Linked DNA regions of Hordeum vulgare: all the other regions are linked to region 3. Evidence: chromatin contacts called from public Hi-C data. All regions are on one chromosome and are shown on one strand. Each heading gives the region's core, a stretch centred on a gene start, on an enhancer-like site or on the middle of the called end of the contact. The rest is flanking DNA. Distances are from core to core; before and after follow the strand shown.

What was found. Hi-C and Micro-C count contacts between places; a contact is called where the count stands out from the background.
Region 1: a Hi-C map of seedling shows a contact between it and region 3, with 2.7 times the contacts expected there. The contact joins the promoter of LOC123443095 here to the promoter of LOC123443096 in region 3. A contact is called at or near these places in 2 of 6 Hi-C or Micro-C datasets (leaf and seedling).
Region 2: a contact with region 3 is called in a Hi-C map of leaf, with 1.7 times the contacts expected there. The contact joins the promoter of LOC123443094 here to the promoter of LOC123443096 in region 3. A contact is called at or near these places in 2 of 6 Hi-C or Micro-C datasets (leaf and seedling).

What each region holds. Positions count from the first base shown.
Region 1 is chr3H:89,230,032-89,234,598 of MorexV3_pseudomolecules_assembly, reverse strand. LOC123443095 (nucleolar protein dao-5) reads left to right here and starts at 3,131. Exons shown (of 8, transcript XM_045119349.1): 1 at 3,131-3,390; 2 at 4,370-4,425; 3 at 4,503-4,567. The coding sequence starts at 3,322.
Region 2 is chr3H:89,096,334-89,100,531 of MorexV3_pseudomolecules_assembly, reverse strand. LOC123443094 reads left to right here and starts at 2,896. Exons shown (of 2, transcript XM_045119345.1): 1 at 2,896-3,241.
Region 3 is chr3H:89,755,802-89,760,204 of MorexV3_pseudomolecules_assembly, reverse strand. LOC123443096 (subtilisin-like protease SBT3.9) reads left to right here and starts at 2,885. Exons shown (of 12, transcript XM_045119351.1): 1 at 2,885-2,980; 2 at 3,071-4,252; 3 at 4,381-4,403. LOC123439595 reads left to right here and starts at 1,040. Exons shown (of 2, transcript XM_045116288.1): 1 at 1,040-1,129; 2 at 1,237-1,446. The coding sequence starts at 1,040. The coding sequence ends at 1,446.

The DNA.
Region 1 (4,567 bases), core at 1,882-4,381, 530 kb after region 3:
ATTAAAACTAGAGTATGTACAAACTGCAGTAATTTCTTTCCAAAATAAAAAGAACCCTGAACCTTTTATTTAAAATAGAGCAAGCACGTACTCGCCAACTTGCCATTCTCGACAAACATGATTACCATGATAAACGCTCGAGTTGTCATGCCTAAAAGGACGTTTGTTGGATATTTTTTGTGTGTTGTGTTAAATGACAATGTGTTTTTTATTGGTTCTCTCACTAATTGTATCACACTATTCAATTTTGCCACTAGATTTTTCAACTAGCCGAAAATAGCATCCTTACATTAAGTGTGTGCTCAAAAATGTCATTAGTTACCGTTACTGTCTCGTCAGAGGCCATTGATCGGGGCGAAGTGACAAGATTACTTCTAGACCCCATTTGTGAGTGATCTCTCTACAACTCAATATAGCAAATGGGCTCCTAATTTTTAGCACACGGACAATGAAATTAGAAGTAAAAATAGCTTTGCTCATGGGCGGCTCAATCCCCATGTGTTGTTATTGTTTGTTATAATTTATTTATTTGTGCTGATGAATAGAACACACATGCTTGTTGGGATCATTGATAAGTAGGGTCTAAGGGTATTTTGGTCATTTTGCCCCTGGTGAATGTTCTTTCACCCAACGGTAATGATGATGAGTGGCATTTTTAGCACACACTTAGGCCCAATTGATTGCAAAGTATTTTTTAAGTATTTTAAGAATAGTGTAGTTTTTAGATGGCACGATTTTATTTAGTGGGACCTGTTTGTGTAACGTTGAAAATTGTGTTATTAAAACTAGAGTATGTACGAAACTGCTGTATTTCCTTTCCATAATAAAAAGAACCTTGAACCTTTTATTTAAAATAGAGCAAGCAGGTACTCGCCAACTTGCCATTCTCGACAAACATGATTACCATGATAAATGCTCGAGTTGTCATGCCTAAAAGGACGTTTGTTGGATATTTTTTTTGTGTGTTGTGTTAAATGAGTGTTTTTTATTGGTTTTGTCACTAGTTGTATCACACTATTCAATTTTGCCCCTAGATTTTTCAACTAGCCGAAAATAGACGAAAATTGTGTTATTGAAACTAGAGTATGTACGAAACTGCAGTAATTTCTTTGCATAATAAAAAGAACCTTGAACCTTTTATTTAAAATAGAGCAAGCAGGAGAAACGAGTGTGTCGCTAAATATTCTTAACAAACTCATCTCGTGAGATCATAGAAAGGATCAAATGCAATCCATAACTATCCTTTATACTAGGTCAGACAAGGTGAAGGACCTCTCTTAAAGTCTACTCCCTCCGTTACTAAATATAAGATCTTTTAAAAAAATCACTATAAACTATATACAGATGTATGTAGTCATATTTTAGGATATAGATTCATTTATTTTGCTCCGTATATAGTCTATATTTAAATCTCTAAAATGTTTTATATTTAAGAACGGAGGGAGTACTAATCACTAAACACAAAATCCTTTACAGTTTTGTGGAAAAATTAAAGAGACATATTGTGGGTGGCCTTTTTCTTAACATACAAGCTGGAATTGTTCGTGCATGCTGCTGTTCTATGCACGCTGATGGCAAGGACTAGCCAGCTACCTAGCTGGATAAACGCAACAGAAATAGAGTTTGCATCACCAAAAGCAATAGCTAGCTAGCTATGAATGCGGGTACGGCCAACTGCTAGCTAGTAAAATTTACAACATTTTATGGCCTGACCAAACATGTCACAATACTTTAAAAAAGGTTGTCATATTAAAATCATGGTATTTTGTACCTATAAACAAAATCATTGTAGTTTTTGATATTTTGTTTTTTTCTTAGTACTTTGCTATCAAACAGTGCCTTAATGATTTTTTTGTCATTTTTGATGGGAAGATTCAGAGCAACTCTAGCAGATCCCGCAAGACGTCCGACCCGCAAAAATTCCGACGAGTATGCGGGTTTGGGTTGTTTTTCCCGCCAGAGCAGATATTGTAAACGCGGCCCGACCCGTAAAAATTTTGCGGTGGCCCGTAAACGCGAGCGCTCGACCGGTAAACTGCGGGTTCGACCGCTCGATGCGGGTCGAAACCCTATCCCTCCGCCGCCGCGAAAAGTCGCCCCACCTCACCGCCGGCGCCTCCAATCCGCCGCCGCGCGCCTTCATTCCGCCGCATAGCCGCTCATTCCACCGTCTGTGATGGCCAACTCCGGTAGCCGTAGGAACGACGACCCCGAGAGGGCTCGTTGCGTCAGATCCGACGCCGCCCGTAAGCGCGCCGCCCGCCGGTACACGCAGTGGGGCCAGACGCCGCCGCCGTCGCTCCTCCGTTGCGAGATAGAGGAGTACGACCGTGCGCGCGGCTGCCTCTTCTCCGGCAACTCCTTCGAGGCGTCGAGCTCGCGCTCGTGCTCCTTCCTCCCCCCGGTGAAGAGGGAGCTCAAAGAGCTCCCAGCGGTGAAGATGGAGCCGGAGGCCGAGGCGGTGTCGGAGCGACGTGCCGGGGCCGTCGTCGGACCGGAGGATTTCCTCCTCCGGCGGAGGCGGATAGCCTTTTGCGCGTGCTGCTGGCTCGGAGTGCACGAGAGGTGGAAGAGGACCAGCAACGCCGTCGGAGGGAGGAGGAGATCGACACCATGCTCTACGAGCAGGGTGTCGCGTCGGCCCTCGCCTTCGGCCACAAGGAGCACATCTACATCGAGCTCTCCTCCTCCTCCTCCGACAACTGAGCGCACTGCACATGTACTACAACACGAGCTCGACTCCAGTGAGCTCAATTTTGCGTAGTGCGGTAGGATAGCTAGTAGCTGTGGTGAGCTCCGATGAGCTCCAGTAGGTGTGCTCCCCCTCTAGTAAGTGATGCAGGCTGTGAATGTAGTTTGTATGATCATGTTTTATGTAGACCGTGGTTTCAATTTCGCCCGCAAATGTTTTATTTCAAATTGTGCAGTTTGATTATACGGGTTCTGTTCTGCAGAGCAACATTTCGTCCCACAAAACTTCACTTCGTCGAACTGTAAAACGCGTTTGCAAGTCGTAATTATACAGAGACTGCTAGAGTTGCTCTCACTGGTGTGACACAACTAGGCAAAACTGATAAAAGACCAAAGAAAAAAAAAAAATGCTCGAGCGGGCTTTCTTTCGGCAAATGAACTGCGCGCCGTAGGACCCTCTACCCGGACACGGACCGCGCCAACAAAACAGGGGAGGCGGGAAAACCGCCCCCCAGCCCCAATCCAATCCCGCGCCACACTCCTCCCTTCGTCTTCCCCCGCCGCTCCCCGATTCGAAACCCTAGCAAGGGTTCTACAACCTTCCGGATCGGGAGCGGAGGCCACCGGACGATGGCCGACGGCGCGCTGCTCGACCTGCTGCCCCAGATCCACGCCCTCTTCTCCGACCAGCTCCGCGTGGTAACCATCGGAAATTACCCCCCCCCCCCCCCTCCCCCTCCCCTCGCCCCGTCTGATGGCTCAATCGCCCTCCGACGGTTCGCCCGTTCGATTCTGCGTGCGCGGGGTTTCTCCGCGTGGAGGAGCAGGGGAGACGCGATTTCTTGGATTCCGCTGGTTGTATTGTTCTTGCTGTCCCCTTCTGGTGCGAATGATTTGAGTTAGGGTTGAGATTCGTGTGAGGTGTACCTTCTGGTGATTTTGGTGCCGTTAAAATGGTCTAGTGCCTCCTTTTGGGTCAACGTATGATTGTGTGTGTGTGTGTGGGGTGGGATGGGGGGTCGAAAGAAAGGGAAACAGACACATATCATTTGTGTGATTAGCCGTGCATTTGTACTAGTTAGATCCATTCTTTTTTTTATGACGAAAATGTGCCCTTCTCCATTCGTGCACAATTTCTGCATGGATTGCAGAAATAAGTCTGGATTCCTTCTTCGACTGGTTTAGTGTCTCATTCTGCGTCAACGTTTGTACATGTGGGAAGTTTTCATTGGAAAGGAAGCGAAAATATTATATCGTGGTGATTTGTTGTGTGTTTGTGCTAGTTAAGTTCATTTTTCCTTCCAATGGATGCGCAATTTCTGTATTGATTGTAGAAACTAGGCTAGATACCTTTCTCAAGATGACTAGCTAAAATTACTATAGTCCTCTCTCGGGGTAGGGAGGATTAAGCTCGTGATGCTCAGTTTACAACTGGCAAAATTATTTCAGCATGAAAATCTCATCAGAGACGGGCATCAGATAACATCCAATGTGATTGCACTATGAGTTCGTTCAGATTTCAGGGTGATTCTCCAGATAGTGAATCATTGTTTTGTTCATCACTTACGATTTTTTCTGTACATGTTTAGTGCTTGCTGCTTGGCCATTGTTTTCAGTCCGTCCTGATTGTTTACAACATGTCTAACGTTTGCAAACTCTATATGTGTTCTTCAAACAGATTTCGTACAAATGGCTAAGCCGGAATTTTTCTGTGTCATCAAATGATGCCAAGAGGTGATAATTCACTTTCTCTTATCATTTCCATTGCATAACATAGCATCATCACCTGACTAGTCTCTACTGCTATCCAGGTTGCTTCAGGAGTTTGTCAACAAACATGGAACTGATCACGAAGTTATTTACAGTGTGTCTGGGT
Region 2 (4,198 bases), core at 1,647-4,146, 660 kb after region 3:
ACGGGTTCGGTGACCGTCCTCAAGGGTCCCTTAGTAGAATCACGACATCTTGCATTGTGCGAGGGCGTGAGGAGATTATGGTGGCCTTACTGGCATCTTGGGGAGCATTGTGCCTCCACATCGCTCCAAACGGAGATTAGCATCCGCAAGGGTGTGAACTTCGGGATACATCATCGTCTCTGTGTGCCTCGATTATCTCTTACCCGAACCCTTTACTTATGCACTTTACATTGGAACAACCATATTGTTTCTTGTTATATATCTTGCTATCACTTAGTTGTTTATCTTGTTTAGCATAAGTTGTTGGTGCACATAGATGAGCCTAGTTGTTTTAGGTTTTGTGCTTGACAAATTAAACGTTAGTTTTATTCCGCATTTGTTCAAGCCTAAACCGTAATTATTTTAAAACGCCTATTCACCCCCCTTCTAGGCAACATCCACGTCCTTTCAAAGGGGTATATATAGAAGACAGCCAAAATCCAACTGTTACACACAAAAGAGCAAACTCGGTGACACCGAAGTGGACAACTCGGTGGTACCGACTTGTACTAAAAGTGTGAACTTTTGAATCTCGGTGAGACTGATATATAGAACTTGGTGGCACCGAAAAGGTGACTAACGGTCAGATGGGCTGACTCAGTGGCACCGATACTCAAACTTGGAAATTCCGATTTTGTGTATCTTGGCAATAGAATGTTGGTCACACTAAACTCGATAGCACCAATGCAATTTCGGTCGCACCGATTTGGTGGGAATGGCTAGGGTTCTGTTTAAGGTTCAAACTCGGTGGGTCCGATGTGAAAATGTTAGTGACACCGAATTTGTGAATGTGGAACTTGACGGAGTGGATATGTGGGAAAAATGATCGAGTGTTTTGGTGGCTAATTTTGAACATTTGAGCAATCAGTTCTTTTTACTACCTCACCCCCTTTTAATAGCATTGGATTTCCTATGTACTCCGAAGTGATTTCTCACAAATATAAAATGAAAAGTCTTCTAGCTTGAAGCTTGAGCCAATATTATTTCTTTCTTGCATCTAGGGGTATCTCCACATGAACCTTAAGCCATAGCATCTTTTGAACTTTTCTGAAATATATTTGGAAAAACATTAGTGTAATGATGCATATGTTGTGATCAATTATCAAAACCACCCTAAGAAGTAACTATGATTTCACTCTATTTAATAAAACGACCGCATGCATCTTTTTGATGCAGAGACTGAAGGCAGTCCTTCTTTTCTAAAAAAAGCTTTTGCATCTCCAAAGACATTATCTCTTTCAATGATCGAAAGGAGGAAAGAGATGCTGCTCGAGTGGCTATGGGTTTGAAAACCAAAAATCAAAAAAGAAAAGTTCAAAGCCCACAATCTAACACAATAGAGCCAGTAATCTGGTCGAGTTGCAGAAAAAACTCAAAACGGGCCGCACTGATAAATCGCTACACATGTTGTCGATAGCTACACGAATCACATCTCATACTTAATGGTAAGTAGAGTGAATTAGGCTGGCCATAGTGGGAGTATCATATAGTAGTATCATGCATATGATATTATTGTATGATACTACCTTCATAGTGCATAGTATGATAAACTTGTACTCCCTCCATCACGGTTTAGAAGGCAGGCTTGAAAATCTCTGGGACCAAGGTAGTCATCGATTGGTTGTGAGATGTAGCAGGTGTAAATGCTAATGCGCCTAATCAACTCAGAAAATACTAGTACTAATGTCTCAACAACAAATTGGAAGGGCGCATGCATGACTAGTACTAGTACTAATTAATAAGAGTAATTGCTTTCGCGCCTTAAACCTTGTCTATTTTGAAACGCACGCAAGTTTAACTGTGCCTTCTAAACCGTGACGGAGGAAGTATCATAGATGGCCTCATTTATTGACATGCATGACACATAGTAGTATAACATTTAACATGTTACGGTATCTACCTATGTTACTCTAACCCCTCTCTCTTCTTTAATTGTGTGCCACGTCATCATGTTTGCTAGTCCCAAGTGTATGATACTACTACTCCGTCCAAGTGTATAGGGCATACGCCTAGTTTTAGGTTGTCAATTTAACTAGCTAAATATATATTATATGCGATAAAAATTACATATTAAAAAAATACAAACCCGACATGAATCAAATAATATATTATTTATTATATATATACATATTTAAGTAGTTAAATTAACGACATAGAACTACGACGCATGCCCTATGCACCTGAACGGAGGGTCTAAGTTACTCCCACTATGGAGAGCCTTAGACATAGTGAGCTTTAGCAAATCCGAGGGAGAGGCACTCATGCACCAATTGGAGGGCTCAACAACCACGGTCCAAACTGTCCCGTTTGGTCCAGTACTACTCTACATGCAAGCTCGTTTGATTCGATTTGTCGATGCTTGTATCGGAAGCAAATATGCTTGTACAGAACCTTTCTCTTCATTTGAATAGACACCGTGCGTTGAAGCAGCAGACCAGACAGACACACAGGCAGGGAACAGCACCGCACCGCACCACACCACACCAGTCACCAGACGACGCCTACATCTCATCGTCTCCCAAGCGACCGATCATACAAGTTGTTCCGCAGTTCATGCAATCAGTGACCAACCAAACGTAGTTCCATCATAAACTATAGTAATCCGAATCATCCCCGATCCGGTGGCGAATCACGCCCGGCAGCGAAAGGGACCAACAAAGCCGTGCAGAACGAAAACATGCTCTCTCTCTCTCTCTCTATCTGAAAAAAAACACAGATTTTGACCGGACCTTCCAATCCTACCTCGCCGCCGACCTCCGCCACGTGTCGTGCGCGGCGGGAGGGGCATTTACGGGCAGAGCACCCGCGCGCATTGAATCCGAATAAATACGCCCCGGGGGATCAGTGCCGGGGTTTGGAAGGAGATACGGACTAGTAGTAATCCAGTTTTTCCTCTCCCAATCCCAACACGATAGCGCGTCTTCGTCTCCCAGCCGGTGCCGCCCGTGCCTCCCTGCCATCGCGTGTCCTCTGCCCCGGACGAGACGGCGACAGGTCGGTGTCGCGGGGGACGAGCTAGCCTGCGCCGACCACGGGTCTCCCGCCCGCCGCTCGTTTGATTCCGAGACAGCGGGCCGAGGGAACCGGGGAGGAAGAAGCGAGGCGGCGTGCGGGGAGGGGGCGGAGCGGTTCCCAAGATTGGTTCCTCTTTCCTCACCGACGAGAGATAGATAATCTGCGCCTCCTTCGTCGTCCTCCTACGGTGAGTTCCCTTCCCTTCGTGTATGATTCAATCAGTCGCGTGGTTCCTCCGCCGCCGTTTCTTCTTTCTACTCCGTTCTTCGTAGCACTTCAACCACGGTCCACGCTGCCGTTTCTTCTGATAGCGGGTCATGGCTAGTTCGTCCCTCCTTGTTCAGTTTCCTCGGCTGATTCTTGGTGGCAGCAAAGATCGTCTTGGTCTACGAAAACATAGCATAGGTTTCTCAGTCTCGAATTCGTCTTTTTTTTTATTTGTCCTGGCGTGGTATGTGAGGTCATCTCCTTAGTTTGAAAATTTCGCGCACACGAGGGAAGAGGGGGGAAATATTTGGCCTTTGGGCTTAAGGAAAAACCAAAAACAGCACAGCGCTCCTTGTACTTTTGCTATACTACGAGTACTAGTTTACTACCACCACAACTTTGTTTTGTTTACGCGCCCCATGTCATTTCTTTTCCTGCTAATACACGTGGTTTAATTTTGGAGTATGTAGATGATTGCGACGTTCCTGAATAAACTTGTTGTACCGCAAAAGCCCTCCACGATAAATAAATCAGTCAATCAAACCACGCCGCCATTGCCTACCCGAACAAAACTCTCAGACTGGTTGTAGTGGTATTGTAATAGTACAGTATCGCATATTCATTATCAAGCATTTGATACTACTCCCTCCGTTTCTAAATATAAATTTTTGAAGAGGTTTTTATTAAAACACTACATACGAATATATATGCACATATACTTTAAAATATACATTCATTTATTTTACTCCGTATGTTGTCATTTAATGAAATCTTTAAAAAGACTTATATTTAGAAACATAAGGAGTAGTATATGATACCACATCCGTAATGCATAATATTATATGTTGACATTATAAGATAGTTTATTTATTATCATACAAGATACATAATAACACATTATTTATTATAATACTGTATGTATTATGATACCTAATCT
Region 3 (4,403 bases), core at 1,636-4,135:
TTAAGCGTGGGAGTGGGAATTGATGTAAAATAAAAAAATATTCGCTCACATCCTGTTGTTTAACGGCTCATGAACTACTCTTTTTTTATCCATACTCCCGAACCGTCAGTATTTCTCAGTTTTTTATCCATACTCCCGAACCGTCAATAATTCTCAGTCCTGTACGCATATGCATGACCATAAACCAAACGAAGGAAAATAACTTATAGAATTCCCACGGCTAATTACTACCACACACTAAACATGGGATTGGAACTAATAATCTATTTCTCAAGTCTAATTTCTTCACAAACTTCCCCTCGTAACTCCCATGCCCAATCCCTCAAGCTGCCAAACACGCTGTTAGGGCAGCTACTCCGGTCATACCTGGCCAAACGGGACGGCACGACACGGCTCGCACCGGCACGTTTACTAATCGAACCATGTCATGCCAGTCCGTGGATTGCGCCTTCAGGCCCAAGCACGACCTGTTTATTAAATGGTCCGGCATGTTGGTTCGATTAGCATGCTGGGCCCCATATTTTAAGCTTTATGGACATATTCCGTCGCTGGCGTTTTTGCAAAACAACCCCTCTATTTCTTCGAAATCAACCCGCAGTCCTATAATAAGTGGAGAAAACGTTTCATCGTCTGGGTCGTGGCGTCCTTCCTCGCTCCTCCACCTCCCCCGCCAGCCGGAGCCCCACCGTCAGGAGTCGCCGGATCCCGCGCCTCTCGCGCCCAGCCGAGCTTCCGAGCTCGCCGTCCTGCCGTGCCGCCATCGGTCGGATTCCTTCGGCAGATCGACCGCCCCGAGCTCGCCTCCCGTGGAGCCCCGTCGGCCCCATCGCGAGCTGGATCTCGCCGGGTCTGGGTCGAAGGACCCCATCCGCGCCTCCTCAGCCGGTCCTGCCCGCCTCGTTGTCGGCCACCGGAGCCGCGTCGGACGCCGACGCTTCTCCGCTCGTCGCGCATCGCCGTGGCTCCCGTCGTCCTCCACACCTCACTTTCCTCAGCAGAGCAAGCAACCAAGGAAACAAAGAGACAGAGAGAGGGAGCAATGGCGTCCATCATCGTGCAGGTGTCCGCCCTGCTCCTCAACCTCATCGCCTTCGGCCTCGCTGTCGCCGCCGAGCAGCGCCGCAGCAAGGTAAGCCCTGCACCTACACCTGCACGCCCCAGAAGCTCACTCGCTCGCCTGATCTCTCGACCGCCCTGGCCCCGCTGATTAATCAGTTGACGCAAAATGGTGCGCAGGCCACGGTGACGCCGGATCTGGCCAAGGAGTACGACTATTGCGTCTACAACTCCGACGTCGCCACCGGCTACGGCATCGGCGCGCTCCTCCTGCTCACCGCCGCGCAGGTCGTCGTCATGCTCGCCAGCCGGTGCTTCTGCTGCGGACGCGGGCTCAAGCCCGGGGGCTCCCGCGCCTGCGCCCTCATGCTCTTCCTCTTCTCATGGTAAACTATTTGCTATGCTTACGTTATGTGCCTTGTTACCATGAAGCATCATTTCCTCTTCTCTGCTCCTCGGGCCAGGTTGCTTCTCCACTTCTGACATTGTCGTGGCCATTAGTTCAGTTTTTTGCTTTTACAGAACGTTTGAAATTGATTAGATCTAAGAACCCTGTGGTCTGAATTTACCCGTGGCGCTCAACCCTTACTTTAGACCTCACTCACTCACTTCAGATCTGAAGTGAGGTCGAGGTTCGGGTTCAGATTTCTCTATGTGTGTGTGTGATTCTGCTGCTGGTTCGTTTAATGTTGGGTTGCCTATCAATTTCAAGCTAAGAAATATGTGGCGTGGTGTCTTCTGAACTAGGTGCCCGCTGCGGCCTAATTTGGTTAGCCTGGAAGGATGACAAGATCAAAATTTACCTTGCTCGGTAGTACTGTATTTGCCAAAACATTATTACCACTCAATAAAATTGATAATTATTACTAAAAAAGTAATCCAGTTTTTATGTAAGCATTACATTATATTTTAAAACTTTAAAAGAAACTCCTTCCGTCCAAAAATAGATGTCTTACATTTAACATTATAATTGATATTTATTAAAATTAATGCCGCATAATGATAAAACAAGTAGGTTTTGCATTTTTTTCTAGCCCGGTGCGACGCACGGGCATTTGAACTAGTATTATGTATATATATAAAAAATCTAAAAAAAATATATATATATAATAAACGGCCCGTGCCGTGCTGACCCGCGTGTCCAGCCTCCAGGCCCAGGCATGGCCCGAGGCGTGCTGCGTGCCTGACATGGGCCCGTTTAAGTCGTGTCATGCCTAGCCCATGACGGGCCGAGCCGGCCGGCTCACGGGCCGGCCTGTTTGGCCAGCCATAACTCCGGTGGCAGATTTAGAGCAATCTTGTTGATTGGGCCAACCAGCCGAATGAAGCCCACTAAGAGAGCGATCGATCGTAGCAATCCGCTCGCAGGACAGTAGGAACAAGCTACGAGAGAGAGGGTACCATGCCACCGCCGCCGCCGCCGGGACCGCATACATCGTTTCCACTCATGCCTAGTCCCCATCCCTCCCGATCCGTCTCCTCCTCCGACCTAGGGTCAATGCTTGTGCCGCTACCTTTGAAGGGGCAGTACTGCACTCGCAACCCCAAGAGAGCCAGCGGCGGCAGACGCCCCTCTGGCAGGCGACGACAACGGCGTGGTGAAGAACTTGGCGGCGGTATAGGCGAGGAGGAGCCGGGAGGAGTGTGGGTGGTGGTCTGACAGGTCGGCGCTACGACTAACAATATTGCCGGCTTGATTTCTGAAGGAATGAAGGTATGCTGACAGATACAGGATAATAGTGCTCTATATTTCTTGGTTTGAAAAGTTGTTAGGAGAATTTTTTGATTTTGAAACCTAAACCCGCACCTCAATATTTTCGAAGAGTAGGTTCTTCTTGTTGGAATGAACCTGGTACAAATTGCGCTTGGCATTGGGAGTACTTCTGATGAGTTGGTTTCTGAACTCAACTTGATGTCACTGGAGGTATGATTTATCAGTTAATCTATGACTATGAATGTTTCTGTATGTTCTTAGCAAAGATATCATAACATTTTGTAAACTACTGCCTTCTAGATGGAAGACCATGAAATAAGCACATGTGGTTGCAGTTAGCGCGGGAAATGATTACGCCGTCGGAAACATAATTTCTGATGCTTCTAAAAAGTAGGCAGGGAAGGCATGGTTAGAATTGAAAAAGGGAGAAGCACGGTAAAAAGATTAGAGGTTGTCGGAAGAATGGAGGTTGTACGTGGTTACCTCTCACCTTTCTTTGTGACTAATCATGCAAATATGTCTGCGGAGTTCACTGACTAACTTATCATGCCAAATATGTTTGTGGAGTTCACTGATTGTAACATAGTGCAGAGATCTCCATCACGTCTCCCTAAGCCACTATATCAGAAGATGCACACACATCACTATGCTGGATAATTTTAAGAGTTTGTCTTTTGTAGATCCTGTTGGTTGACAAGATAATTTCTTATCCAAGGGACCTTTTATGGGCATGTTTTAATGCTGTAAAAGAAGATTTTCCATTTTTATTAATGGCTGATGCTGTCGAAGAAGCTACATTGGCTACTTTGACGAGAAACAAGCTATCTGGGATGATCAAAGTGGCGGCAATTAAGTATCCTTCTTTCTGTGAACGAAACCCCCTATTTGTGGAAGACATTGCAATTATAACAGGAGGTACATAACTGGGTAACGAAATTAACCGATGCAACTCCAGTCATAAACATCTCTTATTGGTTTTCAGGTATAGCGTGCCCTCAGGTTAACCTTACAACAACCTATCTTCCTTACCACATATGCTCTCCAGCCGTTTCCAATTTCAATCTTTCAACCATGGGGAACTGAAATTAGGTACAATCCAATCAAGGCTGCACAGCTTACCCCAATCTGATTTTTTCTCCACAAGCGACGAGTCATGGGAAAATCTAGAATAAAATTTGGTCCCACGTATGAGGAGTACCAATGACAGTTTATTTGTAGCAAATAAGCAGGCCACCTCCACCGGTTCACACTACAGAAAATGTGGTCATCCTCTTCCTCGACACCTACTGTGGACCATCATATCCCAATATCTGTCCTTTGATTCTTTTCTTCATCATTTACATGGGCAGTAACATTCCGATTGTCACTTGAAAAAGAGCAGCACAAGGTTTGATGTGCGTACTTTCATTGCAGGTCCATCTGAGATAATAGACACGCATGCTCACAACCTTTCAAGCCACGTGTTGTTAGCCTCTTCTTTCTGTTAGCTCCCGTTCCATCTCACTTCTTAGTCATTAGCTTTCTTTTGCTCAAAGTTGTCTATGTCCTGATTCGATGTAACATGCCAATTCATCCCTCTTGGTGATTTACATATTTTACTACCTTTACAGATTCTAGCACCTTCTGATGATTT